Linked DNA regions of Zea mays: regions 1 and 3 are each linked to region 2. A link is a contact called in public Hi-C data. All regions are on one chromosome and are shown on one strand. Each heading gives the region's core, a stretch centred on a gene start, on an enhancer-like site or on the middle of the called end of the contact. The rest is flanking DNA. Distances are from core to core; before and after follow the strand shown. Region 1 holds the start of LOC100501287. Region 2 holds the start of LOC103626605 (auxin response factor 5). Region 3 overlaps LOC100501399.

The links. A called contact is a pair of places that touch in the nucleus more often than the background predicts.
Region 1: a Hi-C map of ear shows a contact between it and region 2, with 5 times the contacts expected there. The contact joins the promoter of LOC100501287 here to the promoter of LOC103626605 in region 2. A contact is called at or near these places in 4 of 25 Hi-C or Micro-C datasets (bundle sheath, ear, leaf and 1 more).
Region 3: a Hi-C map of leaf shows a contact between it and region 2, with 5 times the contacts expected there. The contact joins the enhancer-like site here to the promoter of LOC103626605 in region 2. A contact is called at or near these places in 2 of 25 Hi-C or Micro-C datasets (leaf and tassel).

Annotation. Positions count from the first base shown.
Region 1 is chr5:80,844,067-80,847,933 of Zm-B73-REFERENCE-NAM-5.0, forward strand. It overlaps LOC100501287, which reads left to right and starts at 1,576. Exons shown (of 27, transcript NM_001362462.1): 1 at 1,576-1,813; 2 at 2,111-2,243; 3 at 2,337-2,601; 4 at 2,735-2,795; 5 at 3,133-3,284. The coding sequence starts at 1,608.
Region 2 is chr5:80,476,906-80,480,789 of Zm-B73-REFERENCE-NAM-5.0, forward strand. It overlaps LOC103626605 (auxin response factor 5), which reads right to left and starts at 2,197. Exons shown (of 15, transcript XM_008647013.4): 1 at 1,630-2,197; 2 at 1,280-1,398. The coding sequence starts at 1,729.
Region 3 is chr5:80,898,711-80,902,669 of Zm-B73-REFERENCE-NAM-5.0, forward strand. LOC100501399 reads left to right here. Exons shown (of 20, transcript NM_001348679.3): 16 at 561-719; 17 at 814-957; 18 at 1,175-1,321; 19 at 1,403-1,627; 20 at 1,779-2,038. The coding sequence ends at 1,910. Among protein-coding and RNA genes, the nearest start is that of LOC100283771, 6.6 kb to the right of the region's middle. Within about 2 kb of position 2,376, at least 5 of the 20 cell types and tissues checked have an H3K27ac peak or open chromatin away from gene starts, as enhancers often do. A contact at or near this core is called in leaf, where this site is marked.

The sequences.
Region 1 (3,867 bases), core at 326-2,825, 370 kb after region 2:
AGTTCCTGAGGCAGCTCTTCCTTGGAGCACCGGACACTGTCCGGTGAATTATAGCGGAGTGCCTCTGGAATCTCCCGAAGGTGGCAAGTTTGAGTTGAAGTCCTCTGGTGCACCGGACATTGTCCGGTGGTGCACCGGACACTGTCCGGTGCCCCCAGACCAGAGGTGCCTTCGGTTGCCCTTTTTCTCCTTTGTTGAATCCAATATTTGATCTTTTAATTGGCTAAGTGTGAACCTTTTACACCTGTATAACTTAAACACTAGAGCAAACTAGTTAGTCCAATTTATTTGTGTTGGGCAATTCAACCACCAAAATTATTTAGGAACTAGATGTAAGCCTAATTCCCTTTCACAGGGCTGGGAAGACACTCACATTCTCTCATCATTCTCAGATTGACGCCTAGTGTGGGTGCCTCTTGGTTTGGAGCTGATTTGGCTGGGCTTCTTTCTCCGCTTACGTGCTCTCTCTATATATCTAGCGATATACTACCTATGTCACCTCCAGATATCCATGTCTTCGTTGTGTCCTTCTCCGGTAACGAACATGTAAGTCCGCCTCTTCCCTTCTCCTCCTGCTCTACGAAACCTTGGAAGTGGGAGCCTAGGGATGGGGTCTCTGATTTGCTGCCTATGGTACTCGTGCGTTCATAAAAAATATTATACGAAGAGCGGAGACAATCAATAAAAAAAATCTTGATATCTTTTTGGTGGATAATTTATGTGGATATTGTTGTTAGCTATCGCAACGCACGGGTAACTGACTAGTACTCAATTACACAACAGCTCTATTATCAAGGTAGAGATCCATAAAAAGATTCCTCAAATTCCTTCCCTCTATATTATGTGTGGTCTTGCTGTACCTTGCTACCCTTGCTTACCCGCTCTTACGTAGCAAACATGCCCTTTAGGCTATCTGCACCAGACTTTTTATCTCACTTATTATTTTAAATTCCACTCATCAAACAGTGCAGTCTACAGTATAAAAACCAGTACTTGCACGATCATTTATACGGCTTGCTACCATCTACCAACTCGCGACAATTCTTCTCTTAACAATGATCAACAACGATAATACTCAGCTCATAACCAAAGGTCATATCTACTATAAAAAGTTATTATTATACGATCTAATTTCTCACACAACTAGCGTTCAATTAAACTATCAAAACACATTTTTAAAATTACATATATTTATTATTTACTATACTACTATATCAAATTTTAACTTATAATTCGTCGTATGCTGAAAGATTTTTTCATTTTAAACTCTAATAATTTTATATTTTTTTGTTATGATTCTAAAAGTAAATAAAGCTTAGAATTTAATATTAATAAAATAAATAATGAAGTACATCGACAATTGCATAAGAAGTTTGATTGCAGAGGCCAAAACTCTGGAAAGAACAATGAAGCCCATATATAAGAAAAAAAACATACAAAAAAGGCCCATCTCGGCATCTGCTTGTTCTCAAAGCCCTGTGCCCCTGGTCCGAGCCTCCAACCACACTCCATCTCGCCGCCCAAAACCCACTCTCTCCAAAAAGGCAAAACCCCTCCTTCCCGCGGCGGCCGCCGGCGTAGCCGACGACGCCGACGACGAGGCAGCCATGGCCGCCCCCGCCGCCCGGAGAATAGTTGGCGCTGAGGTTCCCATACCCGGCTCGGACAAGCTGCGGTGGATCGACCTCACCATCCCCTCGTCCTCCGCCGCTGCGCCGGCGAGCCCCTCCGATCCCTTCGTCTGCGTGCCCCCGCGTGCTGCCTCGGGGTGCCACATCATCCCTTCGGGCGATTCTCAGTATTACCTCTCGTGGTACGTGTTGGGGGCTTCTCCTCACTTTCGAGCTCTATATTATGGCTCTGTTCAGATGAGTGACACATTGTGTTAGCTGGACATCGCTCAATTTAGACTTAGCTTCGAATAGTTTTCGCCTTCTGAGTTGTTTGTGCTCATGTTTATGTGAAATGAATCCTTTTAGAACTAGAACTTAAGTGCACGCTTAGTATTGCTTTGGTACTTGCCACATCCAGAGAAACCCTAGGTCCATACCTCATAGTAGGTGGAGATTTTTTTGAATGGAGCATTGGAGCATATGGTTTCTTCTTACAGGAGGATTCACGAGGAACACCCAAATGTGCTGGAGGTCATTGAACTTAGTCCCTCCAAGGAGTTCCCTAGCTTTGGACTGCGTCTTGCCTTCCAGGAGGCGCTATCTCCATTCGCCTTTCTATGTGAACGAGAGGTTTGCTCATTCATGACACCTTACACCAATCGTTGTTTTCACGAACTTTCTGGAACATTAGAGACTAGACTACTCACTTCTGTGGCAATGCAGGGTCGCAGGCAAGGGGAGCTTGTATATATGCTATATGTGCTTACCGTTTCTGGAGTTGCTCTTTTGTGCCACCTACGCAGCCCATTTTCCTACGTATCTGGTTCAGTGCTGCATCAGGATGATATAGCTGAGTTTAATCTCCAAACTCAAGCTCAGAGCGCAAAGGTTACAGCGGTAACAGCGAAGCCAGGATGTATTGTGATTGGTCGGCAAGATGGGTCCATCTGTTCTTACAGTCTTGGCAAATTAGCCCCAAACTCACCAGGCGTGTTATCTACTGTCTATTTGCAGCAGCAAACTCATTGTTCCATGGATTTAGTGGGTTCCAGATGATTGAGTTTGGGGCCTTCTTCTGTAACTCCCCCAAGGTTCCTGAATGTTATTGTTTTCTACTGTAGGTTTCTCGAATGAACTACGAGATGATGCTGGGATTGGACGTTTATGGACTCTCATGTCAAGGTACTATCTTGGATTCTTGGTTATAATGGCACACTAAGCAATGAAAGCATGATTAGCTTAGCTAACTGTTGCTAGAACATCTACTGTTTTCATGTTTGGCTATTAGGCATTGCCCAGCTGCATAGATATTTTCAGAAACTACCATAGCATAGGAAGAAGGAACAGCACATGCAGTGTTCATATGCTTGTTGACTCAAATGACACTTCCATTTATTGCTGCTATTCTCATGGTAGCATATTTGTATACGTGAATGGATTTCCAGTTAGTTGGTCTACATCTCATGTTCTGTTTTTTTTGCATCTTTTTTTCATGAAATCTACCTACATTATTTTGCAGAACAAAGACTGTGGGTCCTGTGCAGGACATAGTAGCAACTGTTGTAAATGAAAGGGACCTGTTATTTGTTCTTCATTTGGATGGACACTTGCGCATATGGGATAATCACATGAAACTTCTCAACTATAATGTCCACTCAAATGACATTGAAGGTAATGTTTATGTTCTCTTTACTTGCTGTTCTCTTGATCTTGTCCTTCTGCCCTATTGTTCATTGTTATGGTTCTTTGTAAGCAATGCTGCTCTTTTTTTACAATGCATGCAATGTTGTTGTGACACATGTAAGCTACAATCTGCATCCTTAAGTCAGTCCTCGTATCGAATCTGCCCAAGCTGCTGGTATCCCATGTCTATACTATTGCTGGATACAAGGTTCAGCTAGGCGCTAGGCGGAATCTAGGCGGTGACCCATTGCCTAGCGCCTAGTCGGGAGTACTCGGTCTTAGGCGCTTCTAGGCGCTTTTCTAGGCGTTTTGGCAATATAGCCATAAATTATATATATATTATGTATATAACTATATATACTATATATATAACTACTATATATGACTATATAACTACTATATACTACCAACCAGATTTTGACCTGGGAACCCCCCGTCTAACCACTGCACCAACATATTGGAATTCGAGTGAAGAGTATAACATACCATTGTGCTATCAGCTGTAAAAACAAAGAACTCAAGCACTTCCAGTCAGCATCTATATAACAAAGCACAAGCAGAGGAAAGACGG
Region 2 (3,884 bases), core at 947-3,446:
CCGAGACTCATCAGTACTCTGCGGATTTTGCGGGGAAAAAAGAGATCATTCCATGAAATGATTAAGAAAGTAGAGCCATTCGAACATGCTTCCCCTTTCGCTAACCCTTTCTGCGGTTTGACTAAAAAAATTGAAGCGGAAAGTAGTCTGCGGTTTAAAAGGAGCGCCGCATGAGTGAACTTTTTTGTTAGATAAACTCTTTACAAGTACTGTCACAAAGCCCTCTACCATCATGCGCAGCACAACCAGATGTGTCATGGAAAACAAAAGGACTCCATTTCCTTCATTTTTTTTAATACTGATGAAATGAAATAGAAAGGTAATTTATGTTCTTATCTTTCTGAAAAGAACACGGTGGCTGGCTTTTGGATTAAGATTTTTTTTAATGGAGCACCATGACTTGTGATAAAGAAAAATGTTTCATGATCATGTTATTTTACAGTGACAAATCTTAGGAACCTGGGACAAATAATTACACATCCCAGGACCATAAATGCAAGCAGCCCACATGCAGAGAAGATGCTTCATGTACACCCCCAAACTCCTCACAAGGAAGTTGTCCACACAGCACACCAGAAACCAACAGAGGAAAGAAGCAAGTAGGGCCCCTATAGTTCCAACCACTTTGGCAAATGAGCTAACATTAGCAGGTTCTTGCACCCGAGGGTATCAGCAACCGAGTGAAATCTTCACATTTCTAGTGAAGGATGGGAATCTTCTTGTGCCAAAAATATCTGAATGGAAAAGAAAAAATCACCAGAAATCTGGTTATAAAGCAGATTGTTTCGGATGGGGCCGTGGGGGTGGGGGTGCGGGGGCTATTCCAATTAGTTCTGCAACAAACAGTAGGCTCCACAACAAATCAAAAAACTGTTTTTTAAACTATTCCTGCACTTATAGTTGTAGTACCCTTTATATCATATATCCATATCCCTTTTCCTTTATAAAATAAAAACATTTTAGTAAAATCAACTCGACACGAAGCAAAAACTCACAGAATGAACAGTAGAAGGAAAAAAACACAACTTTCCACCTGAAATCGCAATGAAACCACAAACTCTGCACAGATAACAGAGAACACCGACATATCGGTAACCACCAATTGAAGATGTGGTCACATGATCCCAAAGAAGATGACCAAAGCATCCATCAGCGGATGTTACAGCCTATTAAAACAACAGAGCATCCCAATGGCTGCAGCAATGGCGTCAGCAGCGACCGTTGCCTGGAGAAGCATGAGCAGCACGGGGACGAGGAGGGAGAGCGCGGTGTCACTCACCTGCTCGCTGTGGCCCTGCGGGAAGTAGACGACGAGGCTGCCCACCGGCGGCAGAGACACGAGCGGGCCCGCGCAGGCGTACCACAGGTCGGCGTTGATCGCCGGCGCCTTCCGCTCCCCTGCGGGCGCACGGCGACGCCGGCGTTGGCGTCAGCGACACAACAACAACAAACCCAACACATGAAAAGGCGACGCCTTTCTGAGCTTGGGACGGATGATACGCAGCTCGAACGAACACGCGAACTGCCGCCCGCCGCGCCGGCGACAGACGGGCGCGGCGTTCCGTCGAGGCCGGCGTCATGCGCACGCCGCAAGCGCAAACAGGAGGAAGGTGGTGGTAGAAGAGGTACCTTCGCATGGCGGCGCCGCGCCGGTGGAGGCGGCCGCGGGCGCGGGGGCAGGGACGACGGGCGCGGCCGTGACACCAGAGCTGGCCGGGGACTGCTTCATGGTCGCGTCGCGTGGCCACGCGGGAGCTTCACTGGTGGCCCTCGGGCATGGAGCAGCGGGGACGCTGCACCGCGCCGCCGGCCGGCCGGGTCGTTCACAACCTACTAGGCTACTACTACTACCTGCCTAGGAGTTGTTGCTCCGGAATCCGGACGCGGCGCTAGGCGAGGCGAGCGGCGTGGCGGCGCCTCCCCGACAACGCGAGCAGCAGCTCACGAAGACCAAGGGCCGTCTTCCCGCAGAGAGAGAGAGAGAGAGAGAGAGAGAGAGGGGTGGTGCTGAGCTGCGTGGGCTGGCTAGTTGGTGCGTTGCCTCGGGAGTTAAAACGAAACGCTCCTTGTTTCCCTCTTTTTCCTCGTCTTCTTGCGCGAGTGGAGAGAGAGAGGAGGGTGGACGACAGGAAGAGGATGTCCTCTACTGCTCCTACTCTCTGCAGCTCGCAGGCTCGGCTCAGCTCAGCCCAGCCCAGCCCCAGCGTTTCTACTCGTAAGTCCTAACTAAAAACGAAAATCTTTTCCCTCAAAGTGAAAGCTTTTTTTCTAAAGATATTTTTATATGCTTTAACCTACGCCTCCATGACATCGTAAGCTTTATTTATTTATTTCCTTGGACATGACCAATAATGGGCTGTGTTACAGTGACCATGACAGCGAGTTTACCGTGAGGAGAGATACTTTGACGACTTTGTGTGCTCATAAAGGTATCTGGATAAATTAGCACCCTGCGTATTGGTTAGTGCGACACGGTAGTGGATTTTCAGAATTTTGCAAATGTCAACACACAACAATCCGATTTTTGCTACCGAGCGTTCTATTGATTCCAAGACTTTTTGTGTTTTATTGATTGGAAATATATGCCAACCCACCGAAATATCAATTTGGTGATCCACGAGAATTCGAGATACTACAACACCCAAAATGTATTTCGTTTTATACTAATCAAATATTATTTATTAATTAACCTATAAATATAGTTTGTCTTTGTATATATGTCTATATTTATTATCATTTATTTTAATATGGACAGAAAAAAATAATATAGAAAGAACTACTCCCTTTGTTCTACTACACAATTCCTTTTAGCACTTACGTTTTATGTTTATATTTAAATAGATGATGATAAATCTAGACACATATATAAAACACATATATTAATTATTGTATGAATATATTAAAATGTTGAAACGGATTTTAAATTGGAGCAGAGGGAATATATTTTAGTATAGAGCGAGTATATTGTTTATTTTCGTCCAGTATGCTCTACGTTACGGTGAGATATATAAATTGTTACGAGGTCACCTACGCCAATCCGTGCCAGCCATACTGTGGGTAACTATCTTGGTGTAGGTTTTAATTGGATTTGTCTAAACCTTATTTCAACAAAATGATCGAATACTTCCTCTATTTTTGAATAAAACATTTCTTAAAGCTACATTGAGTTAATATGTTTTAAGTTCGATCGAGCTTATCGAAAAGAACGGTAAGGTCTGTGAAACCAAATAATTAGTGTCATCAGATACACTATAAAATATACTCTTATAATGTTACTTATTTTCTGTTATAAATATGTGTTCTTTTTTCTATAAGTTTGACCAAACACAAGAGAGAGAGAGAATTGACTTAGGACAAGGAATTGATACAAAGACTAAAGTACATGGCTCATAATAAATGCTTGATGCAATAAAATACTAGTCTCATGTGAAAAATGATTACATATTGACTATAGATTAAAATAATGGTTATTCATATATATATATATATATATATATATATATATAGTTAGTTAGAATAGAACATATCCAGTGTACATAAGCATTTGGTACACATAAATTGTAAATAAACTAACAAAGTTTAAAAAACAGGAAAAAATCATATATATTCTTTCCACCCTACCCCAGCTATATTCAAAATTTCAAGTTTAAATTCGTTATACTTTAGTTGTAATAAAAAGAACATTTTATAGCTCATTTGGATGTCGATATTGGAGAACAGAATTAGGAATTTGAGTCAGCTTTCCTAAATTATGTTGTTTGGTTGCACACAGAATTAAGATTTGGAATCAGAGACTCAATACTGAGCGTCACCCATCTGTATCACGTGGAATTAGACCACACAATTACAAACTCCAATTCATTGACATCCAAACAATGGAATTG
Region 3 (3,959 bases), core at 1,126-3,625, 420 kb after region 2:
GTCCAATCGTATTCCTCTCAATCATCTCTTTTTTTGTTTTGAGGAAATAGGAGGGCCCTCTACTGGTTAATATATATTAATAATAGATGAAAAAGATGTGTGCAAGCAACAGAATTCAAGAAACAAAAAGGACAAAAAGAAAACAAGAAATATCATAATTGGTGCTCTAGCCAGTCTTCTATAAGAAGGAAATACTTCAATCAAGCCTCCTTGAACATTTTGTTTTTTTGTTGGGGGTGGAGGAGGTAAACATCGCACACTCAATGACAGGTGCAGTAAATGCCAGCTGCGACTGATTAGATATCACATGAAAGTAGGCCTTTTGTGCTTTGACTCTAGTCTATCCTAATTAGCTTGAGATTAAAAAGGCTTTCTTGTTGTTGCAAAGCATACAATTCACATGTTTACATTGTACATTAATAGCGCATTATCATTGTTCATGTCATTTGTGTTGCTTCCATATGTTTTTTTTATAATCAATGAAGGTCCTAAGCTTTATGTGCCACAACTAATCGTAGATGGATCCATTCCTTCATCTGGTACATGAGAACAAACTTCAGGCTGTGAAGGACTATACGGAAGATCCATCAACATCCTATGGCTCACCCGAGGACAATCAGAATGCCTTGAAATCTCTTTCAGTGGTGGAACTAACAAATAGTTGCTCCCGAGAATCCATGATTTTAACCATTATGAACTCCATAAGAGATTTACCAGACGTAATTTTCGATCCATTCTTCGTAAGCACTCCTTATATTTGCCTGAACTGAATACCATGGAATGTGTGGATTAACGTCCCCATAACTTTTGCAGTTGGAGTTAGAGAATATAAGGAGTCAACTGCTGCGTGATTTCTCCCCTGATGACGTGTGCCCAAGTAGCGCTCACTTTCTTGAATCACCTGGCAAGATTGCACCGCCATGTTCTGATGATGACACCGACTACGACTATCAAGAGGTATATGTATATCTATGGGTGGTAATGGATTATGATCCAGATGTCTCTTCATAATTAGTTTGAGCCCTTAATTAATTTTAGTTCAAAATTGAATAGAAACAGTGCTCGATCCTAATCCGACCCGTTCCTTAATTTTTATAGTGTAAATTTTAGAGCCCATTACCATCCGTATGCATATCACCTATATATCTGCCTCACTTTCTTCTCCATCCTAAAGGTACACGGAAATTTTGAGCAGGCTGAACTTATCGATCTGAGAAATGACAACAATACTTATTTGGAAGCCTCTGCAACTACACTGGCGGCTATAGCTATTCCTGTGCCCACAACAAATCTTCTCAGTATCGATGAACTTCTAGAAACAGTATGTCCTTTTTTTTCTCAGTTCATTGTTCCAGCCTTCTCTCTTTGTTTGTTTATACCGCCATCTGTGTGCACATTACAGGTCGTGAATGATGTGTCATCTCAGACCGGAGGGCAATGTTTGGTGTCAATGGCCGGAGACATCCCATTCCAGGAGATGACTAGCCACTGTGAGGCCTTTTCGATGGGAAAGCACCACAAGATGTCCCTGCTCATGAGCTTCAAGCAAAACAAGCAAGCGGCCATGGTCGTCGTGCCTGACAATCAGGTTAGCCACGCTGAAGCAGCACATACCTCCGACAAGCAGGTGCATGGACCAGCTTAGTTTCGAGCTCGTAATCTGCATTTTCACAAACGCTTAACTGCAAATCGGGGCGGAAATATCTGGGTGATGAGATGGGTTGGGGAATTTCAGATGGGTGAGATGATGAGGCTGACTGTTGCCGATTTGTTTTCAGAGCACAAACCCGTTCCTCCTGCAGAGCATCAGTGCCGGCGAGGCACAGGTTGCTGGCGACGTCCAGCAGCCGTTCCTGAGGCTGCCACCGTCGAGCCCCTACGACAACTTCCTCAAGGCTGCTGGCTGCTGATTTCCACTTGCAGAAACCCTGCCGTGTAACCAACCGAATGTATCGTGTGTGTACAGTGGCCGTCTGCCTCAATCTTATTACAAACTAAACAAGGGTTTGGATATTACATGCTGACTTGTTTTCGGATCATGCCAGGGTCAATCCAAAATTCATTTAATTGTAGGATTCCAAAGCAAAGGGAATGATAGATATATAAGGAGAAAATGTTGAAATCTAACTTAGATCGTCTCCAACGGCTTATCTATATGGCCGTACTAACACTGTTTTACATTGTATACTGTATCGTTGGTAGAGTGAAGGTTAAATATAAGAATAAAGAAGATAGTGGTAGTGTGAGATCAGTTGTTTTTCATTAAGTAGAAAAATATATGCACTTAAATTTCATCAGATAAACGATTCGAACATGCGTTGTGGCTAGGTAGATAGCTACAGCCACGCACCCTGGTGAGTGAGTGGTGACACCACTTGAATCTAAAGAACTAGCGGACATGGACGGCACGTCGTGTTCTGAACGCCGAGAAGGTCCATCATTAACTTGCAAGTCTGAGCTGGAACGGAAGGAATCAAGCCCGCTGGGATTTGCCGGTAAAAGTTACTAATACTGGTTTGGTGACCACTGACCAGGAATCTATTAGGAAGGAATTTATTTTTGGCTTTGTTTGAATACTTTAATATTCGTTCTAATTCACATGTATTAACGTGTATTTATATGTAAATTAATTTATTTTACATCTTGAGTCTTGTTCGCTTATTCCAATTTCATGTGAATTGAGGTGTATTGGAATGTATTGAAATAGATTTTAACTTGTTATGCATTTAAACCAACTCAATACCACCCAATCCATATGGATTAACGGTGAAACGAACAAGCCCTTATCAATTTCAATACATGTGGATTAAGATAAATACTAAAGTATTAAAAAAACCCTTCTCGGAGATTTTCTTATAGACCCCTTTATTTCTCTGGTTACCAAATTAACCCTAATTAAGTTAGGACAAAAGATAGGATAGACGTTGGAAGGTGTCTGACCACGTAATTTTATGTTCGACTGCCCTACTGCCTACAGCCGTAGTTGCTGTAGCTATTCGGACTACTGCAGATGTAATATATAAAGATAAAATATTTTAGAATTTACAGCCACAGCAAGCCACACCGAACATGGTGGACCATCCATACTACGTGCGATAAATAATGTCATTTCTCTCGCTCGTCCTATGCTTCCCACGTGCAGACAAAGAACTAAAAGAAGTAGAGACAAATAAAGTCGGCCAGAATTTATAAACAGGTGGTTTTTAATCCGGCGGCTCACATGGAAATAATTTTATGTCGAGAACACAATACGTATATATCACAAATATACTGTATTAGTTGGTAGTCAGGGCTGAACTTTCCTAATAACTGAACTGAATTGGACACTGAACACAAACAAAGAAGCTAAAAGAGCGCAGGACGACAGTTACCACCTCATCATTGCAAAGAGCCGAGCGAGGAGGGATGCATCAACTGTGTCTACAACTATACGTACTGAAAATTCAGAAGTACTGTTTGTTTTATTACTTCATTGTGGCCAGAAAAGTGTGAACTCCCATTGTTGCATCAGATTGCATGACTGAAGACTGAAGTACCTGTTCCTCCCTTCTTCGTGACACATTTGGTCACTCACATGGGCTCTGAAATTCTAGCGTCCGAGCAGATCGATTCGCTTCAGATTAAAGCCGTTTGTTTGGATTGTTACAACTGCAATACATAGAGATAGAAACATTTGGACTGTTACAGTTACAATATATAAAGATAAAAACACTATAGAAACAGTAGAAGTCGGTACGGATTAAATCAAAGCAAACACGAAGAACAGAGCAACAGAGTGCAAATGGTTGCACATGTCATGGTATCAACAATATGGAGCAAGCTGACACATTTGCCAGATCTAGTATCATGGCCTCACGGACGGTGGAAATGGCATGTGCATAAGCAATGTAAGCATATTGTCATGCCACCCTTCACATGCATGTTTTTGGGTGATCGTCACTGGAAGTATGCAAGATGAA